Regions from separate parts of the Sus scrofa genome. Here regions 1, 3 and 4 are each linked to region 2. Evidence: chromatin contacts called from public HiChIP or PLAC-seq data. All regions are on one chromosome and are shown on one strand. The core of a region is the stretch at or near the end of the contact, and the rest is flanking DNA. Distances in the headings are between cores, read along the strand shown.

Region 1 (3,129 bases), core at 293-2,792, 440 kb before region 2:
TCTAGAACACTGCCTGCAGAAAGGAGGGGGGAAAAATTACTTGAAGGAACAGATCTTTGGACTGTAGTGGTTTACCATTGAATTATTTATTTTTTTAAAAAATGGTTCTTTCTAAATTTCCTCTGAAAAAGAAATAAATAAGGATAATCAGAAAACTTTTAAGGAGCAAGAAGTCAAGGGGAGTGCTTGCCCTGCCCATAATAACCCTATGAGAGGGGGTAGACTTGAAGGGGCAAACGTGGAAGCTGTTGGGTCCAAGTGAGAGGCTGGTGGCTCAAAACAGTCATGAAAGAGGAGGGGGAAGGCCATGTGCCTTCCAGTTGTATCTTTGTGTTAGAACCAGCAGGACTTCTGACCAGAGATACAGAGAAGGGAGGGAGCGTTCGGGATCCTCCTTTACCAGCCTGCTGGCACCGTTTCCTGGGATGAGGAAGCTGGAAGCAGATAGAGTGGGAATGGCAACCAGGAGTTTGGGTGGCCTGTTTTCCATCCCCAGGGAGCTGTCCCTCTGCTGCTCCAATGGAATTGTCTGATGTGTCTGATGATCCAGAAGAGGTTGGCCCTAGCGACACAGGCTTGAGCGTTGGGTCAGCGTGTACCTGGTGTTGGGGACCAGATAGGGTGCGCTGGGGGAGTGGAGGAGAGAAGGCTGGAAAGAAGCCAGGAGGGCGCCAATGGTCACAGCGCTCCTCCCTCAGGGGCGGGGCCAGACCACCCCTCCCAGGTGCTGTCCCCTCCCACTTTCAGCAGCTGGTCCCAAGATGTCAGGAGGAGCGACCTCAGGGGAATCAAGGGGACCGGGACGGAGAAGTGGCCGGGGTTTGGCAACAAGGAGGTCAGGGACCCCATGGTGTCAGTGGAGTGAGCGCAAAAGCTACCTCGGCAGCGCTGGGGAGTCAGTGAAGGTGAGGAACCCCATGCAGACAAGCTTTTGGAGAAGTGTTTCCGTGAAAGACCCCAGGGAGAGGGAATTGTCAGCTAAAGGGGAGGTATGCCATCAAGAGCCATTTTTTGTGCTTCTGAAAGGAAGAAAAGAGAGCAATTCAAGAGAAGGGAGGGGGTGTTTGTAAATGTTTTTGAAGCATTTATCAGAAAATAGCTCGTTGTCTCCAGACCGCGTGGGTGCACATAAAAGCAGAGCACACAGACCTCTGCTGGGTGTTTCGTGACCCCCTAAGCCTCTGCTACGCCACATCGCCAAAGTTTCTTGACAACTGTACTTGATTTCAGACTTGTTTCTCAGCTGCAGACAATGGCCTCTTCCAAATTGATTTCACTCAAACTGGCCTCAGTGCAACTGCTGCACAGAGAGGCCATGGCTATGCTTTTTGCATCCCTTTGGGATGCTTTGAAGGCAGCCCTCTTGGAGGCAGGGGGCTGGCCCGGATGGCCTTCGGGGGTCCTCCCATCCTTGGGTGAGTTGCCCTGCGCCCCCGACAGCCCACCTCCAGGCAGGGAGCAGCACTGTTCTAGGGCAGTGACCTGGATCACCCCAACATGTTTCCTCTGTGTGATCTGGGCACCTCTTGGTGTTGTTGTCACCTGCTCCCCCAAGCAGGAAGCAGGGCCCCAGCTGAGCACTGGCCCTGGCTGTCAGGACACTTCTGACGCCACCTGAGGTAGTGCGAACCTTCTGGTGTGAAATCCGGAAGGTGCCAAGAGGTCTGCACAGGCCAGAAATAAGGAGCCTCCTCTGACTTGTTCGCTGCAGTAAACTCTTGGGACAGGGTCACACAGACACCCCCCCCCCACACCAGGCTGACAGTAAACCAGAAGAGTAACTAAATCATCAGTGGCTTTCATCATTTCGCAAAAGAGGAAACCACCATCCCGTGGGCCAAGCTATCTGCTTGAGGCCGCCTGGGGAGACCCCTGAATTCTTAGAGTCCATCTCTGCCTCCTGTACCTTATTACCTCATACACTCATAAGCAGGCCTGACCCCTGTCCCCAAAGCAGGTTGAGCCAGCTCTAGGAAGTTTCTACAAGCCATAGTCACTGCTGCTGCCTTTCTCCATGAGGGGCAAGTTTAGGCTCTTCCCCAGGGGGCCACGCAGATGGCTGACCCCAAATGTCCAGGGCCCGCCTTGCCCTGGGGTCCTCCCAACTCTCTGAACCACCCCCAGGCTGGCATCTCCAGCTGCCCACTAGGCACATCCCAAGTCAAGCCTGGAGCCCTCCCCCAGGATGTGCCTGTGGTGCCCCAAACCTTCCTGTTCAGTCCCCATCCTAATGTGGCCCAGCCTCAGCCCCAGGACACCCCAGTTGCTCCCCTGCAGCCAGGCGGGGACATCCCAGTTGCCTTTTCTCACCATCATAAGACGTCCACTCCATCCTCTGCTTTGGTACCACCCCCCATGGCATCCCCTGCTCCTCCTCCCTTGATGCCCCAGAGTCAAACAGAGACCCACCATCCATCTTGGTACCATCTTTGGAACAAGTCCAGGGGAAGATATAAAATCCTCAGTCTTGGGGACTTCTTGCTCATGGAGGTCACTTTCACTGCACCCAGGGCTCACTCAGACTGAGCATGTGCTTAGACCCTGAGCCCCTTCAGGCTGGAGGACACCCAGCTCTGAGATCCACCCTGCCCCAGAATGACTTCCCCGGGCATTTCCTTCCACACTCTGACCTAGTTGAATTAATGTTCTCTCGGTCACTCAGGCTTGAAATCTTGGACCCCATCCTTGGAGTCTCTGTCTTCCTGGCCCTGAAACACCTCCTCCCAGGCCCAGCTCAGGTCACCTCCTCTGGAGGTGCCCCTGTCCCCACCCCCAGCCAAGTACACCTCCGAGGGAGGCAGTGCATCCCATCCTTTTGACATCACCCTGTGGTATTTTTTAGTAATGACAATAGCATGCTGGAAGGCATTATCCAAAGCACTTCATGCCTTCATTTGTCTATTAACTCAAGTGACACCCTAAAGATTTTTCTCCCCATTTTCCAGAGAACAGAGAGGTCAGGCAGCTTGCTCACAGCCACACAGCTAGCGGGCAGCAGAGTTGATATCAGAATCCAAGTCTCCGTTCCTAACCACCTCACAAACAGAACGTGAGCTGCTCTTATTCTATTCTCATGCACACCCAGTGCCTGCTCAATGGTGGAAGCCAAGTAGATCTTTGTGGAATTGA
Region 2 (2,897 bases), core at 190-2,689:
ATCTCATTAGAGCATCAGAATTTCATCATTTGTTCAAATACATACTGGGCCATCACAAGCAAGACATTGTGCTGTCTGTCCTCTAATAAGGAAGATTTTTTTTTTTCCTCTGCTAATTTCTAGGTGATTGCTACTGAAAAGGCTCTATTCTAAGCGCTTTGCGTATAAAAACCCATTTATTCCTCAAAGCAGTCCTAGCAGGATATTGCCATTTTGTAAATGAGGAAACTGAGGCCCATTTAAAGAATAAACAAATGTTAAATGCTCAAGATATTCATCAGTATTTGTGACAGCATTTACCCTCCTTTGTAGCAGGTACCTTTTCCCAACTATCCTTCTATCTCTCCTAAAGCAGCATTCTCTCATCCCTTGTGGGCCCGTCTGTATTTATATTGGGCACATGAGTCATTTTAAATCTCTTTACCTTCTGTTTACTCTCATTTCTCCTGTTAGCACAACTCTTATTTCTTTGTCTTGGACAAAGCTGCTTTTTACAAAGTCCATCAAGCATGTGCAATTCATCAAGCAGGAAAATGCTTTATTAAGTGATTTTATTTCTCTTACCTGGCCTTAGCATTTTAAATGTATTAGGGATCACAACTATGTAAGAGAGAGAGAATACATGTGCATGAACACACACGGTTTTTCTCTTTCGTTCTGAGAAGAACACTAGGCAAGGAGCTGGGAGGCTTGATTTCTACATCTGCTTCTGCAATAGTTTTCACTTAGACTTAGTCACATGATAAATCTAGGTGTCAATATTTCCACAAGTGAAGTGTGCAAACTTGTCTTGGATGTTCTTTAAAGATCCTTCCAAATCTAAAATTTTATGATTTGTGTTGAATGCAAAAATACTTGGGTTATGTCAAAGCCACTCAAAAACAAGGCTGTAAGGGTGGTATTACTGACATTGACACCTGAGTAGAAGATTCATTAGGACACATGGACAAAGCAGAGGCTAGTGAGGCCACTTGGCCCTTTACTACCTCTTCTAAGATACATAAATCCAGCACATTAGCAAGTGAGATAGAAAACCTAAAACAGTATCAATTAACTAAATGACTTGGTGACAGGTTTTTCCAATTGGCAACAGAAATGCATAAATAGCTAGTAATACCATGGGGAGAGAGTTCCCCATAGGTCTTTAGTGTTTCTGCACATCTTGAAAGCAGAGGTTTTAGCAGCCTTGTCCTCTGGACTAGTTTTTCATGGATTTCTGGAGAGTGAATAGACATGGAAAGGAGAAAGAGTGACTCCCTTTAGAACCAACAGCAGGTTGCTGCTGTCAAATATATTAAAGATGTCTCTGTCCAAAACAAAGTCTGGGCAGGGTTGCTTGAAGCCTGCTATGAAAGATGGGATTTCCTAAGCTGAGGGTTCTCTCCTGTAATGTAACCCATTGCATGCGCAGATACTACCTGACCCTTGTCACGCTTCTCTGGGCATGGGGAGCCACGCAAGAAAATGATGAAACCCTGGCACACACCATGGTGAGCAATAAACTGTCATTTGTCTCTGACACGGAAATCTTCTTCTTCTTTTTTTTTTTTTTTTTTTTTTTTTTTTTTGCTTTTTTTAGGGCCGCACCCATGGCATATGAAGGTTCCCAGGCTAGAGGTCAAATCGGAGCTACAGCTGCCAACCTACACCACAGCCACAGCAATGCCAGATCCGAGCCACGTCTGCAACCTACACAACAGCTCATGGGAACACTGGATCTTTAACCCACTAGGCGAGGCCAGGGATCGAACCCACGACCTCACGGTTCCTAGTCGGATTCTTTTCCACTGCGCCATGATGGTAACTCCTGGCCTAGGAATCTTGAGTCTGGACCAGGGTCCACAAATTTGTGACAGGCTAATTTGTCAGCTTGAAAGCAGGGTAAAAATCTCCGCTCATTCACAATAGTAAATTATTTTAATGTTTAATTTCCCACATGGCAATTCTGTCCAGAAAGGTCTTTACTTATAAGAAATCAAAATTCAGATAAATGTCAATTAAAAATTGACATATCGAATGTGTCAACAGTCTAAATGGAAATTAAACTACAAAGTTTTCACATGTCCCATCAAGTCTAACAAAACCCTTTACTGTATAATAACAGCAATCTCTAAATATAAATTTTCTATTGGAAACTTACAAATTTTCAACTGGGAGCTGTCTAAATGTTTTCTCAACATAGTGTCCAAAGAAAGGACTAAACTGAAAAAGAAAACTATGTCAGGCTTTCCTGAAAAAAAATGTAGTTATGTTCAAAGCGCCACTAGCTGTAGGAAGTACAGAAAGCAAGATTTTTAAGGCAAAATATTCCTTTTTCCTTTCCTGGCTACTGCTATGCCAAGAGCAAACAAGGATCAACAAAGACCAAAGCAGTGGAAAAACTGGAGTTTCTTTATTGCCCAGGCACTGGGCAAGAACAAGTTAATTCTGTCTTTTAAAAAATAAATCACATAAGTTTAAAAGAAATGCTTATACTGCAAAAACCATCGCTTAGACCTCCTACCAATCCAAAATAAAACATTATCATTAAAACCCATCTATATTCAATGAGGTTTTCATTGAGGGAAATACTTGTGAAATACAGGCAATTTGATGATCCTTCAGGCAAGGAATCAGAATGGAGGGATATTAACAGAAAGCAAGAAACTTTTTGTAGAGGTGTTCTCTAGATTTATTTTTAAATTAAAATTATTTCCAAAATGTTATAACAAAATAGAGCCGTGAAAGACTGCATAATCCATTGTTAACTCCGACAACACTACAACGAAATTGGTCTCCTATATCATTTTAGAGATGGAAAACAATGTTGAACAACTTACCAAGATTTTAGAAACAAAACTGAACTATTTGTTGTAACTCTTAATATCAGAAAATTCCTTCCCTCAAGAAACAACTTC
Region 3 (3,181 bases), core at 203-2,702, 460 kb before region 2:
AACTCCCAGACCCCACCTTTCTTAAGTCTTGTCTTTCTCATAGAAGAGCAAGTTTCTGATCAGTTGAACCATGCCAATGTAATTGGTATTTGATGTTTCCCCTGTGGTTTGACTGGGGGAATTGCTGGAGAAATGGAGCCTTATCCTAAAGATGTGGTGGAGTTCCCATCATGGCTCAATGGGTTAAGAACCCTACTGGTATCCATGAGGATGGGGGTTCGATCCCTGGCCTAGTGGGTTAAGGATCTAGTGTTGCCACAAGCTTCAGTGTAGGTTGCAGATGTGGCTCAGATCTGGCCTCGCTGCGGCTGTGGTGTAGCCTGCAGCTGCAGCTCCGATTCAACCCCTAGTCTGGGAACTTCCATATGCCACAGGTGAGGCCCTAAAAAGAAAAGATAGGTGCTGTACTTTGGGGTGCCTTCAGGCGCTGTGCCTGCTGGTTACAAGGGAAATGCTCTAAGGCAAAGAAAGTTGTGCCTTTGGGGTCACTCCACAGAGGCCTGTGCTTCTAGGCCTGCAGCCTTCATCTACCCCGTGCTACAGGAGTCAGGCATTTGGATCTCGCCATATCCATAACAGGTGGTAGGAAATGTTGTATGAACCCATTCTCTAGATTGGGCTCAGCAAGGCTGGGTGACTGTCCAAGCTCTCACAGTGCTCTCTTCATTCTCCTTGGATGCTTGCTAAGGAAGCAGAGCCTTCTGTGATGGGCAGAGCCTGGGGCTCCTGAAGGGATACCACTCCAGGCCTCCCCATTGTCTCACACAGTTAGAACATCATGTGTCACCTGGGTAACACTTCCTCCTCCAGCAGCAGAGCCAGCACCACCAGGGGCCAGTGCGGGGGTGGGGAGGATGTGCCAGACACGATTGGTACCTCCAGCTTCCTGCCCTTTTTTTCCGCAAACCTGTGAGCAAGCTGGCGTTATTTTTATCTGGGGACACGGGCGTGGGAAGTATTTGTCAGTGTCATCTGGTAAATGCAGTTGAATTATCTGTTGTCCAAGGCACCCCCAAATAAGCAGTGTTAAGCGTGATAAACTGTTCACATTTAAAAATACAGTCCAACTGATGAAAGATCATTTGCTCGCAGGGCTAACATCACAACCCAAGCTGTCAGTGTCAGAGCCCAGCTTTATTTTTACCCTCTTGGGGTTTTGAATCATCACACATAAGGGCTTCTGCTTTTTTATTTTAAACCATTGTTCTGTATCAAGAGGGGAAATGACCAGAGTCTGCGGACTAGATGCCGGGGCAAGTTATATGCGCCGCTATGGTTGAGTGCTGAGTTAGCACCAGCTCCATCTGCAGCCTGCTCGGCGTGCAGGTGTGCGTTGTATACAGCCCCTGGGAAGTTTCTAGACAGTTGCAGGGGTGCGCCCTCCTAGGCCTTACAGTAGACAGAGCCCTGCACTGCGTTGCTTCCCAGTGTTACTCGAGAACTTCCACATCATCTTGCTGGGTCCTAAGAAGATGCCCTGGTGGGGGCGGGAGTGTGCACAGTCTCGCTCCAGGCAGTGGCCGTCAGCTGGGGGTGATTTTGCCCTTGGCAGACATTCGGAAATGCCTGGAGATATTTTTGGCTTCTACAACTAGGGGTGAGGGTGGTGGGGGCTCTGACTGGCATTGAGTGGATAGGGACCTACCATGCACAGGATAGTGCCCCCCCGACCCCCGCCCAAATAATTTGGCCCCAAATCTCCAGAGTGCCGAGATTAGGCAAGTCTGCTCTAGCAGATGGCTTCTCCTCCACCACCCAGTATCTTGCTCAACAGGAGGTGCCTGGTCAGCAAGACCACAGGCAGGGAAAGTGACCGGTGCCAGTCGGCAGCCTTTGATCACAAGAATCAGTTCAGGAAGAGTCTGTTGAGCCATTTACATTGTGCCAGGTCAAGATCGAGCTGAACTTTAAGGGGCTAATGAGCAAGGGATGGTCTCCATTCATCAAGACCCGCCATACTGTATTGTAAACCATGCTCAGCTCGCCAGCTGATTTCATTTTAATTTTTTAATGATTCTTAAAAATTATAGTTGATTTACAATGTCGTGTCAAGTTCTGCTGTACAAAAAAGTGACCCACTCAGACAGATAGATAGATTCCCTTTCCTATAGTATCTTCCCTCGTGTTCTATCCCAAGAGATTGGATAAGGTTCCCTGTGCTGTGCAGTAGGACCTCATTGCTTATCCATTCTAAGTGCAATAGTTTGCATCTACTAATACCAAGCTCCCAGCCCCTCCCCCTCTCTCCCCCATCTCCCTTGGCAACCACAAGTCTGTGCTCTATGTCACACCATGTGATTTTCTAGCCATCGCCTTATTGTCTTCACCACTATGCATGGGCCTGATGGGACAAGTATACTCCGCTTCATTTTGTGGGATACCAAACTGAGGCCAAAGGAGGTGAATGACTTTCCCAAAGTCACATAGCCCCCAAACAGCAGGTCTTCTGGTCTTCCCACTAGATCATTTCTTAGTAAGGATAACCCACCCCTTTCTGATCTCCAGGTTCTCTCTTCTCTCTTGGGTCATGTTGGATCCCCTGTGGATAAAGAATCTTTCCTTTCTTCCATCCATCTTAATATACATGGAAACCCAAATAAGGGCAGGATGCGCCTCCCATCTTAGCATCCACCTTTTCCCTAAGAAACTTCCCTTTACAAGGTGGCCAAGGGGTGAAAAGGCAGACAGGTCACACCTGCCATGGAGGTCCTTGGGCCCCAAGTGGGGAAGGCCAAGGAAGCGAGAAGGAGCTTCTCCTCAGCCAGTCACTTTCCATCCTTGTTATGTCTAGCCCTGTTATCCTTGCCCACATGGGGAATGGGAGACTCTGGGAGGTCTTGGGGCTTGCCCAGGTCCCAGGGCTGGGTGGGAGTCCAATCATCCAGGCCTGTCTGGCCTTCGAGCCCATTGTGCGGACTCTTGATACACCAGTGGTTTTCAAACATTTTTAGCAGCAGTTATTTTTTCCAAACTCGACTTCAGGCACCTCCTCCACCATGTAAAACAGATCCAGCAGAGGGGCTTGGAGTCTGCCTACCCTCCTGCCCATCATCGCCCCCCCCCCACCACGGTTGGCCCGAGGCTCCTTGGAACAACACGGGGGCCCATCTGGTCTGTGGCCTGGAGCTCACGGCTCACTGAGAGGGCCTGAGCGCTTCCTTTAGGGCCACCCCCACCCCTG
Region 4 (3,137 bases), core at 197-2,696, 330 kb before region 2:
TAACTGCTGCGGTTGTACACCCACACGCCATCCACTTCCCGCGTGAGCTGGATGCCACAGCCGATCTTGCTCCGCACTTTCTGCACCAGCTGACTCTTGTTGTCCGAATTGAGCTGTCCAAGGCAAAAGCCATTCCCCTGAGGTAGATCATAAAAGATATCCAGGGAGGGCTCCTGGACACAGTAGAGCCTCCCCACTCTCGTCTTCTCCTCCCAGTATGCCACCACGCACCAGTGTGACCGATCCCCAGGCTCCAGAAGAAGTTGGGAATCTAGAAGACAAAATGGCAGACATGGTGGGTGATGATGGGGACTGGCATTTTCCTCTTCCTCCCAAACCAAGATGACGTGCACATCCGCACTCCTGGGCCGCCAGGCCCACTGTTTCTCAGTGCAAGACAGAAAGAGATGATAGGGCACTGGATGTGCCACAGGCTGTACAGTTCCCCTATGGGGGGCTTGGAGATCTTAACCCAGTGATGGAAGAGCGGGGCCTCTAAAGCATGGGGGTCCCTGATCCCTCTGCTCCCCCGCATCCTATCAGGAACCCAGGACACCAACCCTACCAGTGGAAGCCCCATCCCTGCAGAATCAGAAGCCAGGACCACTTAGTAACTTAGTTGGAGGGCTTACTTTTAGGGCTGGGAGAGGCCTTCTAGACAGGTCTAAAATTATAGTCCTTTAAACTGGATGGAACCTTGCAGGCCAGCTGCTCCAGCCCCTTGTCATCCTCATGAGAAAACCTGGCCTCAGGAAGTCTGTTGCTCAGGCCCCAGGGATGACACAGCCAGACCTTGACCCCAGGACCACCTGCTAAACAGTCTCTGTGCTTGTCACCCAGTCCTCAGATCAATGCCTTGGTCATCAGGGAGCACTGTCTGGGGGAAACTTTAATGGAGGTGGCTTGGGATAAAAATACCTATCTTCCTAATAGAAAAACAACTCAGTGTGTCTGTCCCCGGCAGCTCTGTACACAAAGGGTGAGCTCCTGTCAACACGCCAAGTCACAACATGCAACTTGGTGTCAGCCCCGACTACCTCCGGCCCAGATGGAAGATTGTGTGTCTCAAGTGGGTACAACCATGCCTTTGGCGGGGGGGAACCCTCCTCCTCCTCCTCCCCCTCCCTCCCCAGAAGCATCTAGACTGGGTGTCCTCCCCCTCCTTCTTCTGTCCGCCCCTGGAGGCCCCACCCCGGCTTTCCTAGACGTGCTTTCTTCCCACGGCAGCCAGCAGGGGAGGCTGGGGTGAGTCTGCTAAGGTGATTTTTCCTGAACAGGCGCTTGGAGGTCTTTTAAAAGGGAGGATATATGGAAGCCAGGGGGCCCCGGCGGCTGGCATTCCGACTCTTCCTCAAGCTGGAGCCGGCGGGGTAGGCCTCAGACTGGGAGCCATAAATCTCCCGAGCCCAGCCGGGCTGCAGGAACGCTGCGGTTTGTGGTGGCAGGGCGGAGACCGGAAGTCTTGTATTTGTTAACAAAAATGGGGAAAGGCAGGGGAGAGCAGGGCCGGCGGCAGAGCCCTCCTCCCGCCCTCCCTGTAAGCTCCTGCTTCTCTGTTACTGGGGGGCTTGGGGTTGAAGGCAGGGGTTGGCGGGAGGTGTCTTTTGCTCTGTTAGGCCTTTTTGATTTTTGGAAGCGATGATGGGTTATATGGCACAGCGGCTGGGGGTTGGAGGAGGGCTCAGGCCCCGCATCCCGCCATCCCCGCAGGCCGGGGAGCCAGGGCAGCTCAGCATGCCAACTCCTTCCAACGTTTCTAGGCATGTTCGGGCCTGGGAGCCAAACCAGGCAGCTCCATTAACTTTTTTTTTTTTTTTTTTTTTTTTAAAGCAGCAGCCAGTCTTGCATGGAGGCATCCTATGTATGAATAAGTCTGTACAAATGTACTACCCATCGAGGCAGCCACCAACACCCACCCTGAGTGGCAATCCCCTAGACACCCCACCGGCTGGGACAGCTACAAAAATGGGGAAAGCTGAGGGGTCCTTCCTCCCCTCAACCCCAACCCCATGAAATATCAACACCAGAAACTTGGTCACCTGCGTCCCCCATGCATCTCTAAAGCTCAAGTGTGGGAGAGGCTGTGTCCATGAGCATAGTGTGAACGCACTTCGAGTGTGTGCTCTGTGTGTGTGTGTGTTTGCAAGCACACACCCGGGAACATATGGAAAAACGAGAGGGACCAGGGCTCCAAGCTGAAGGTGACTCGTCAGGCATTAACTTGTTTCTGCAAAGTATCCATCAACTGCTAATAAACTCGCGAGCGCTGGCAATCTTTGAACCCTCTTGCCGAGGGAGTTCAGCTCTGAAGGCTACACCAAAGACCCATAACATCCATGTAAATAAAAATGTCCTGGCAGCCAAGTTTGCTGAGGGAGGAGAAAGCCCTTACCTGCCTGCCTGTCTGAGCGGGGAGGGTGTTTGGAAATATAAGCTATCGCTTATGCTCCCAACTCGGGACAACAAATTGGCCTGGAAAGGAAGACTCGAGAGTTGCTGGGAGGAAGGTTCGGGAGACCCTTGGGGGAGCCTCACAATACTTTGTTTCATGGAGCTCCCCTGAAACCTGGCACCCGCTGGAGCAGGGAGGTGAGGCAGGGGGAGGGGGAGGAGGAGGACAGGGTCCTAGGGATCAAATTGCCCCGGTGCCAGGCCCACAGACAAGGGATGGGGGGCCTCTGTGGGCTGAGGAAGCTGGGCGGGGGCAGAGGATTGAGGTCGCCCAGCGGAGGGGAGGGGAAGGGGGGGGGCCTTCTGGCGGGTTTCTCTTTCATCTGTGCTGCCCGCCAGTCCACCCAGCAATTTGCTGCCAGACATCCCCTGGAAAAAGCCTTTTGCTGTTGAGGTTAATGGCCCAGCCCAGATAAACAGCAGCGTGTGGGTGTCCCTGGATGTGAATAAGGCCCCTGAAAGCCCACTTGGTGCCCTAATCGGGGGCAGCAGGACCCCCCCCATGTCACCCAGCAGCCCCCTAGCACCCTGATATCTCTTTTCTTTTGCTCCTCCTTGACTTTATCTGAGCCAAAAAGCAGGCTCTCAGGCAAAACCAGTGCAAGAGAGAAGGTCCCTTTTACATGGCACGCTGCTGGGGGCCTGGTACGCAGGGCTCCCTCCTTTGCCCTGAACGACCTGCCGTC

The links. HiChIP or PLAC-seq counts read pairs in DNA pulled down with a chosen protein or histone mark.
Region 1: an H3K27ac HiChIP or PLAC-seq map of alveolar macrophages shows a contact between it and region 2. The contact joins two enhancer-like sites. A contact is called at or near these places in 3 of 47 Hi-C or Micro-C datasets (embryonic fibroblasts, epiblast stem cells and fetal liver) and 1 of 2 datasets of contacts at active chromatin or transcription factors (alveolar macrophages).
Region 3: an H3K27ac HiChIP or PLAC-seq map of alveolar macrophages shows a contact between it and region 2. The contact joins two enhancer-like sites. A contact is called at or near these places in 1 of 47 Hi-C or Micro-C datasets (embryonic fibroblasts) and 1 of 2 datasets of contacts at active chromatin or transcription factors (alveolar macrophages).
Region 4: an H3K27ac HiChIP or PLAC-seq map of alveolar macrophages shows a contact between it and region 2. The contact joins two enhancer-like sites. A contact is called at or near these places in 1 of 47 Hi-C or Micro-C datasets (embryonic fibroblasts) and 1 of 2 datasets of contacts at active chromatin or transcription factors (alveolar macrophages).

What each region holds. Positions count from the first base shown.
Region 1 is chr1:98,410,064-98,413,192 of Sscrofa11.1, forward strand. The region is part of intron 10 of CTIF (CBP80/20-dependent translation initiation factor); the gene reads left to right. Among named protein-coding and RNA genes, the nearest start is that of SMAD7, 130 kb to the right of the region's middle. Within about 2 kb of position 1,543, at least 1 of the 83 cell types and tissues checked has an H3K27ac peak or open chromatin away from gene starts, as enhancers often do. A contact at or near this core is called in alveolar macrophages, where this site is marked.
Region 2 is chr1:98,849,127-98,852,023 of Sscrofa11.1, forward strand. The region is part of intron 13 of DYM (dymeclin); the gene reads right to left. Among named protein-coding and RNA genes, the nearest start is that of DYM, 170 kb to the right of the region's middle. Within about 2 kb of position 1,440, at least 2 of the 83 cell types and tissues checked have an H3K27ac peak or open chromatin away from gene starts, as enhancers often do. A contact at or near this core is called in alveolar macrophages, where this site is marked.
Region 3 is chr1:98,392,904-98,396,084 of Sscrofa11.1, forward strand. All of the region lies in intron 9 of CTIF (CBP80/20-dependent translation initiation factor), which reads left to right. Among named protein-coding and RNA genes, the nearest start is that of SMAD7, 150 kb to the right of the region's middle. Within about 2 kb of position 1,453, at least 9 of the 83 cell types and tissues checked have an H3K27ac peak or open chromatin away from gene starts, as enhancers often do. A contact at or near this core is called in alveolar macrophages, where this site is marked.
Region 4 is chr1:98,514,550-98,517,686 of Sscrofa11.1, forward strand. SMAD7 (SMAD family member 7) reads right to left here. Exons shown (of 4, transcript NM_001244175.1): 4 at 1-271. Among named protein-coding and RNA genes, the nearest start is that of SMAD7, 26 kb to the right of the region's middle. Within about 2 kb of position 1,447, at least 37 of the 83 cell types and tissues checked have an H3K27ac peak or open chromatin away from gene starts, as enhancers often do. A contact at or near this core is called in alveolar macrophages, where this site is marked.